Linked DNA regions of Canis lupus: region 1 is linked to region 2. A link is a contact called in public Hi-C data. All regions are on one chromosome and are shown on one strand. Each heading gives the region's core, a stretch centred on a gene start, on an enhancer-like site or on the middle of the called end of the contact. The rest is flanking DNA. Distances are from core to core; before and after follow the strand shown.

The links. Hi-C and Micro-C count contacts between places; a contact is called where the count stands out from the background.
Region 1: a Hi-C map of skin fibroblasts shows a contact between it and region 2, with 2.7 times the contacts expected there. The contact joins the enhancer-like site here to the promoter of MILR1 in region 2. A contact is called at or near these places in 4 of 9 Hi-C or Micro-C datasets (amygdala, blood and skin fibroblasts).

The regions. Positions count from the first base shown.
Region 1 is chr9:14,886,675-14,890,936 of UU_Cfam_GSD_1.0, reverse strand. TEX2 (testis-expressed protein 2) reads right to left here. Exons shown (of 14, transcript XM_038546863.1): 10 at 3,150-3,282. Among named protein-coding and RNA genes, the nearest start is that of ERN1, 29 kb to the left of the region's middle. Within about 2 kb of position 1,711, at least 3 of the 20 cell types and tissues checked have an H3K27ac peak or open chromatin away from gene starts, as enhancers often do.
Region 2 is chr9:14,671,905-14,675,865 of UU_Cfam_GSD_1.0, reverse strand. MILR1 (allergin-1) reads left to right here and starts at 1,839. Exons shown (of 7, transcript XM_038546858.1): 1 at 1,839-2,098. The coding sequence starts at 2,014.

The sequences.
Region 1 (4,262 bases), core at 462-2,961, 220 kb before region 2:
GGTGGCTCAGCGGTTTAGCACTGCCTTCAGCCCAGGGCGTGATCCCAGAGTCCTGGGATCGAGTCCCACGTCAGGCTCCCTGCAAGGAGCCTGCTTCTCCCTCTGCCTGTGTCTCTGTCTCTGTCTCTCTCATGAATAAATAAAATCCTAAAAAAAAAAAAAAAAAAAAAAAAAAAGGATGCATAATTAGATTAAACAGCACAGTGAGGTGGCCACACAGGAGAATGTATTTTCTTGGGAGTGAAATTGGCACCATTCATTTGCCACAGACATGCATGTGCGTATACCCACAGAGCGAGACCAAGTCACAGTGTGGGCTGCAGGCACTTGGCTCACAAAACACAGGAGCTTCAGGGTTGTGGTGGTTGGGAGTATACTGTGACCTAGGGACCCAATTCAGAGGTCACAATGGCCCCCCTATGGGGACTGTCCCACCAGACCCAGGCTGCAGTGGAAGAACATGAACTGGCCAAGTGCCTCCAAAGCCACAGTTCCTTTAGAGAGCAGCCAGCCTGTAAAAAATTCCCCTTACTGACTCACTCTGGTCCTCTTCAAGTCACTTCCTAAAGTTACTACCTGAATTCCACTTTGAGCACCTTATTGCCCCAAGGTGATGTAAACTACAATATGTAAGAGGGTGGCTATTTGGGAAATAGAGACTAAAGGAAAAATGTCTACAGATATAAAGACATATTTCAGAGAAAGGACTTCACTAGAATAAAGCAACACAGATTGGCATTTCTCACTATCATCCTCAGGATAATAACGTGAGGACATGAACAAACTTTCTAACAATAAGTGGGGCTTCTCACAGGTTGAGCAGCTTCTTCTAGAGACTCCCCAGGCCACAGTCATTTGCACACTTGAAGGGGACTGAAAAGAAAGCCATGAAACAAAGCAGAGGCCCAGCCACAGCCTCCACTTTGGAGAGATTTGCCAATAAGGAATTTCGGTCTCTCAGTATTTAGACTTAGGGGGATTCTGATGTGCTCATGATTGAGGAAGTGATGAAGTGGGTTCTAGAATCTCTTCTGGGATTAGGTTCTTAGTTATGGATGGGCTTTCAGAGGCTCTCAGTGCTCCCAGAAATTGTGAGTCAAAACCGTACAGGTATAGACATTTTCAGGGAGGATCCAGAACTCCTGAATTCCTAAAGGGGTCCTTTATATATATATATATAAAGTTAAAGATCTATCTTTCTAGGCCTTTTTCTCTCAAATGAAGTACTTGGAATGGGTTTTTTCCCTTGCTTTTAAAATTAAATGACAGCCAATTACCCATCAACATATAACGTAACACCATAGGAAGAGGCAAAACATTTTATACCCGCTCTACTAGGACAAAAATGGTACTTCAGAAGTATATTACAAAATATACCATCATATTCCAAAAGCAGAGGATTTTTTTTTCATGTAGTCTGGAGAAGCACTGCTTACTCAGAAACATGCCCATCCTCTTTGATCAGCCAAGGTTTATGAACTTGAAATTGTGCCAAGAGAGTCACATGAACGTGGCACACCTAAATGGCCAAGATCTCAGGGACCTGGCTGTGTTGGGGCCCCGTCTGCTACCCAAGACACCCCTTTCTAAGGAGTCCAGTCACCCTGTGCTGTTGAGAATGGACTCCTTCCACAAGGCTTCTGACATTTGCTCTGTCCTCTCCTGTATAGTTAGAACTCACTTTCAAGGCTGCTTCTGCCCATGGTGCTTTGTCTTACAGGCTGGGCAGCTAATACACAGCTGTGCATGGCAGTGGGGTGGGGGCGTCCAGACACAGGAAATTGAGTCTGATTAGAGAACTAGATCAAAACACCAGCAACTCAGATGAGGGAAGTTGGCAAGACTTTCCCTCCCAGGAAAGCCTCTTATGTACTCTGACCTCAATCCTCTTAGGTCTACAAACTGAGCCTTTATGTTCAGGGACATGATGAAACGACAAGCTTCCTAGTGGCGTCACATGGGACCAAACAAGACTCAGCACCTACAGGGTATGAAATGCTACATGGAGAGTTGATAAACACCACTCACCAGAAAATACAATCCACAGATTGCCGAATCCAAACACATTTTAACAAATAGCAGAAAAGTGAAAGGAAAACAGCACAGATACAGGTTAGATTGCATACAGGTAGGGAAATTCTCCAATTGTTAAAATAACATTTCATTAAGTAACTGGGAGAAATCAGAATAATCTAAGTAAAAGCACATTCTCAAATGTCTAACCATCCCCCCCTCTGCCAATCTGCTATGACCATATGTATGAATACAAGCACTAGGTCAGCATCATAACCAAGCAAAAATCTAAGAGTCTGTGTGTCTTATATATAGACCCTGCGAAGGTGGCTCCTTGTGGGGTTTTTCTGTCATTGTACTGTTAATTCCATGCCAACAGATAAAAATGTGAGAAGTAGACTCTAATCAGTATTTTTAGTTTGGTCAAAACAATAATATAAAGGAGTATTTTAAGGTGTATGGAAAACTAAAGTTCCAATTTATCCATTCTAGGCCTCTAAGGGGGAAAAAATAAACCTTTATTACCTATCTCACGAATTTGAAATATTTACTAAATCAAACAAACTGTGGGCAGCAGATGCAATATCTTCTACAAAGAGGAATTTACTAAGTAAATCAATATTTTATTATTTAAGGAAAATACATCTCAAAACACTTTAGAAGCACCCTGTTGGCTACAAGATCAATTGAAATAATTTAGACTTTATGATTAAAGCAGATGGACCGACCCCCCCCCCCCCCCCGCCCCCTCCAGGGACCTTAGCCTTCCCACACAATGCTGTTTGTGGCTGCAAGTTGACAGAGGAAGTTTCTGAATGAGGATTCTTTTCACAGAGCATTTTCTTGTGCAGATGAGCCTGCCCTACTGGTCTGAGTCAATGATGCTTTCTGAATAATTGCTCTGTGTGCCCCCCTGGCAGCAATGAGGCCAAAAGGTGCTGAGCAGAGGTGGGGACTCCCAGTCTTGGGGAGATGGAAGTCGGGAACCCCTCCCTGAAATCCTCTGTGGTCCAGAAGTACTTGCATGGAAGCTCACTCAACATCCGAGGCTATTACACATCCAAGTTGCTTCCCAAAGGCTAGAGGAAGAGGTTGGTTCCCCGGGGATGGGTTAGTAAATTTGTATGGCCCCTTACCCTTCTTTGCCAATTTCTCCAACCTTCAGGGCTTCAACAAGAGGCTCTTTACCTAGTTTGGTCAAATTCATTTTGGTCTCGAGAGTCATCAGAAAGGACCCATTGTAGGACATTTCCAAATCAATCCACAGTCCTGGAGAGAGAAACAGTGAAAAAACAGAAGGTTCCCATCCCTGCCAAAAACACGACTATAAGTGACAATATAAAAACTTACATTTTAAGGTACTGAAGTAGGTATCACATTGAAAGCCTGTAGATTTATATTGCCTGTACTATCAATGCATGCAACAGGAGGTCATGTAAAGAAAAGCTCCTGGAAATGGTTCAAGTGTTTGTCACTTTGCCAACATGTGAATATCCATTAAAATGGTGAGCTCAGTGCAACCTGTCAGTCCTGGAATGGTCCTGTTCTCTGGGTTTTTCTCGCATTTATTTATTTAATTTTAAAAATGATTTTATTTATTTATTCATGAGAGACACAGTCTTCTCACATTTAATAAGAAAATACACTCCCAACAGGAGGATGGCTTGACCTAGGGCAAAACCAGGACAAAGTTGCTGATTCCCAGCCAATTATGAGGAAGAAGAGAGGTGCGGAGACCTCACTGAATGCTGGGCTATTCTTTAAAGCCACACATGAGAACCACTGCCTTAAAATAACCTCATGTTGGTGGGGGAGTGGAGCACAGGAAATGTTTCAGACTGAGCTCAGTATGATTGGGATAGGGACAAACATTTTTAGCACCCTATTCTTTCTGGAAATTGCTTAGTAATGGAAACAAAAGAATTAATGTTCAAGCACCATAATTATCCAGATAAAGTGGGATAACTGCTTTGTACCTTAGTTTAAAACCCTGTTCCTTAGAAAAGACACCAGTATCAGTGAGATCGTATCTAAGAGGGTTTCAACTTTGTGGAATTTCAGTGGGATGGCCCACCAACAGAAGCAGTCACTGACCAGAAGTCCAAAATGCAATCAGAGATTATCTCCTGACCTTCCACACAAGGACTCTAGGATTTGGGGTAGAACATGCTACGTTGTGATTTTTAGACTCAAGGTTCTGTGACACTTCATGGACTTTCAGTCAAAATGTGATTGTTCAAGTGGGTGTT
Region 2 (3,961 bases), core at 590-3,089:
CCTCTGCATACCTCATAGAGATTTTATAAGGATTAAATGAGATTATCAGTGTAAAGCTCTTAGCCAACAGAAAGGAATATAACTAACTTTATTCTTAGTAAACGTAACAGGTCCATGGATAAACTTCTTTTTTTTTCCATTTGAGACTTCACTCTTGATTTATTCTGTAACCTTCGACAAATTACTTTCTTTTTCTGGTGTCTCGCTAAAGCCCTCCTAGCAACTAGTGTTTGCTGGCAGCTGTAAGTAGCACTTCCTCTGCTCTGGTTTTCTCTGCTCTCTTTGTGTCCAAGCTGTGGTCTGCAAATTTCCTGACCCAGCTGAATTTCACATGGGGAAAATGCCCCAGACACATCAGCTTTTCTGAAAGTCCCCCCTTAATCACCCCCCACCTTGTTCCTTCTGGGCATTAAAGTTCCCCAGGGCTAGCCCCGCCGCCCTACCCAGGCAAGGATGCAGAAGATGTTGGTGAGAAAGTGGCAAAGCAGCAATGCCTACAAAACTTCCAATTTCTTCTGGCAAAAATTCTGATATTAAGGATCACTTCCCCAGAGATTCAACTTGTGAGGTTCTTTCCCTCCCACTCTTTAGTGAGAGAAATTATCACCAATATCATATTCTCATGTGAAAAATCACTGACAATCACTGAGGGTTGTGCTTTTTAGAAGAGTAGGTGCTGAAACAGTAACCTTTACTGTCAGAAGGGAAGAAAGGCCTTCTAGGCACTAATAGTTACCCAATGATTTGCCTCTAGACAGTGGTGGCCGAGTGGCAGACCGTGGCTTTGCTCAGTCCCCCAGCGGTGGCCAGGTATGGACCTAGAATGACTGACCTCCAGAGGATGAGATCTAGAGAGCCCAAGCAAGGAGTAATTCTGTGAGTGAATACAGGAGTTTGGACAATGTCCCAGAAGAATATGTACCTGGGCAGGGAATTGGCTTCTCCGCAGAGAGGATAGCTGTCCACAGGAAAGTGCAAGACCTATAGGGTAGGCCAACAGAAATCATTACCAAAGTGACCTGGCTAGGTCATAGCTCCTTCCACTTGGGAAGCCCCTCAACACTTTCCATTTTCCACTTCAGACTGGTGACACTGGAATATGTGGCTTTACTTCTGCATACATATCACAGAGCCAGGGGAATTCTAGACTGAGTAGAAGTGAATCACAAGCCCCTCTGGATTGTGATGTAGAGACTCTGATACTGCTAGGCCCTTCTTATAATTCAGAGCCCCTGGTTTTATCTCTTTTTTTTTTTTTTTTTTTTTTTAAAATTTTTATTTATTTATGATAGTCACAGAGAGAGAGAGAGAGGCAGAGACACAGGCAGAGGGAGAAGCAGGCTCCATGCACCGGGAGCCCGACGTGGGATTCGATCCCGGGTCTCCAGGATCGTGCCCCGGGCCAAAGGCAGGCGCCATACCGCTGCGCCACCCAGGGATCCCCCCTGGTTTTATCTCTATTAAGTGTGGAGTGGGGCCTAGGAATCGGCATGTAACAGGCATTTCTGATGCCTTGTTTGTGTATATCTACTCCAGACAGTCAGTATTTGCTTCCCAAAACTAAACCAAACTTCCACTAAATTCTTTTTGATATAGGCCGAATCCAGAGAGAGATGATCAGAGACATCTGATTCACAAAGACAATATCACAGTCAAATTTTTCCTTCTTCTTCCCACTGTCCAGCTTTCCAGACAGCCAGAGTTAGGGCAACCTATCACATCTCTCTCTTTTTGTATAAGAACTCATTGAGGGAACACAGGTTGGTCAAACCACCCAGTCATATTGTTTTAAGCTTGTCCCAGCAACTCTAATTTCTTTAACTTGGCCAAAAAAGAGGAAGTCCCTGAATGACTCACCACCCTGGGGCCACCACGCCTCCTTTGCCCCCCTCTCTGATTTCTTCTGACAGAATATGGAGTCATTTGAATAAACTGTTCTTTTGGGGCTTCTTTTCTTCTCCCACATGTAAGGCTTATTTACCATTTTGAAGCTTGCATCTCCAAACCAACGTGATGTGGAAAAGGAGTTTTCTCGCGTTCCTTTTCTCTCTTTCACTTCAAAAAGCTGCTCTGGATTGTGAGACAAGAGGAATAAACAGTAAGTTTCATTTACTTCCTTCTCTCTTTTACGGAAACCATTTTCACCGACACAGTGGGGATGGTCAACTTTCAACACGACTGTTCATGAATAAGTCTTTCTATGCTTTTAGATGAGCAACCAGAGTCAAGTCTTCTCAAAAACCTACAGTTTAAAATGATGAGATGTGAAGCAGGGAGTTGAAGCCTCTTTCCTGAGATTTGGAGATAAATATTGAGATTGTTTTTACAAAGAAATATTTTTCTTTCTTTCTAGGTTGTTTTTTAAAGATTTATTTATGTATTTTAGAGAGAGTGTGTGTGTGAACAGGGAGAGGGGCAGAAGGAGAGGGAGAGAGAAAATCTCAAGTAGACTCCCCACTGGAGCACAGAGCCGGATGTGGGGCTCCATCCCAGAACCTGGAGATCATGACCTGAGCCAAAATCAAGAGTTGTCAAGGTTAACCAACTGAACCAGCCAGGTGTCCCTGCTGTTGTTGTTTCTTTTAATGTAGAAAATCAACACGTAATCATTGTAAAATAATTCAAGCAACAAAATAAAAATATATACTGAGAGGCAGTTTATCATCATAGAGCTAGACCAGCCAGGGTCATGGTCCTAACCCTGGTTCTACCATTTTCCAGCAGGAAGCCTGGGTGCATGATGCAACCACTTAATCTCTTTCCTTTGTGATGTTGGGAAAATAAAAGCACCTAGGGGAGGGTTCTTGTCAGGACTGAGTGAGACAAGCCATGTCCCTCAGTACAGTGTTTGGTGTATGGTGAGCCGTCAATAAATGCTAGGCCAGGTTGTTGTTACTATATGAAATATGAAAGTGCTGTGATACCCTACAGTTCTCTTCCACTTCCAGAAGCAACCACTATTAACAGTCATTCATTCTCTGTTCAGTACCATAGTAAACAAACCCTTCATGACTTGTCCTTTTTTTAGATAACAATAATCACAGACATCCTTGTAAGCAGTAGATGTAGACTTGGCTCCTTTTTCATGGTGCTTGGTAATATGACTCAGCCATAGTTGACGTAACCATCCCCCTTACTGATTGTTCCATTTTTTTCTTTGTAATGTAAACAACACTGCAATAAACATCATCGTACAAAACATCCTTTGCGGACTCATGAGAGGATGAGAGCATCTCTGGAGATTAAAATCCTAGAGGTGAAATTGCCAGGTCAAAGGCCATGTACATCTGAATTGCTAGGTTGCCCTCCCAACACTCTGAACCCGTCACCATGACTACTCACATAAGCAAGTGTTTCCCATGCCTCTCCAACAGCAGAGACAATCCATTTGTAAATGTGTCCCAATCTGATGAATAAAGACCAGTATCTCAGTGTCGTTGTAATTTGTAGTTGTCTCATTACTTGTGAGGTTGAGCATCTTTTTCATGTTTATTAGTCATGAACACTCAGTTCCACAGAGAGGAAATGGAAGAGAGGAGAGACTGTGTCTTGAAGCTAAGTTATGTAACACTGAAAAAATGTTAGTGGAAAGGGAGGTATCCATGGCATTTCTGAGGGGCTTAAGCCCCTTCTCCACCCAAGTCATCCCTTGGCCCTCACATATTTAATGGCTCTCTGCATTCATTCTTCTGGGAATTACCTATTCATATTATTTATCCATTTATTTGTCTTTTTCTTATTCATTTGCCATTGACTTACATGTATAAAAAGAATCCTTCACTTTCATTTATGTGTTAAGTATTTCTTTTTAGGCTGTCACTTGTCTTAATTTTGCCATAGGGAAACTTTATATTTTAGTCAGTTTTTCAATGTTTTTGTTGTGCCTTTAAATTTTTGTGCCTTACTTGGAAGAACTTTTCCCCTCAGATGATATAATAACTTTTTATTTTAAGATTTTATT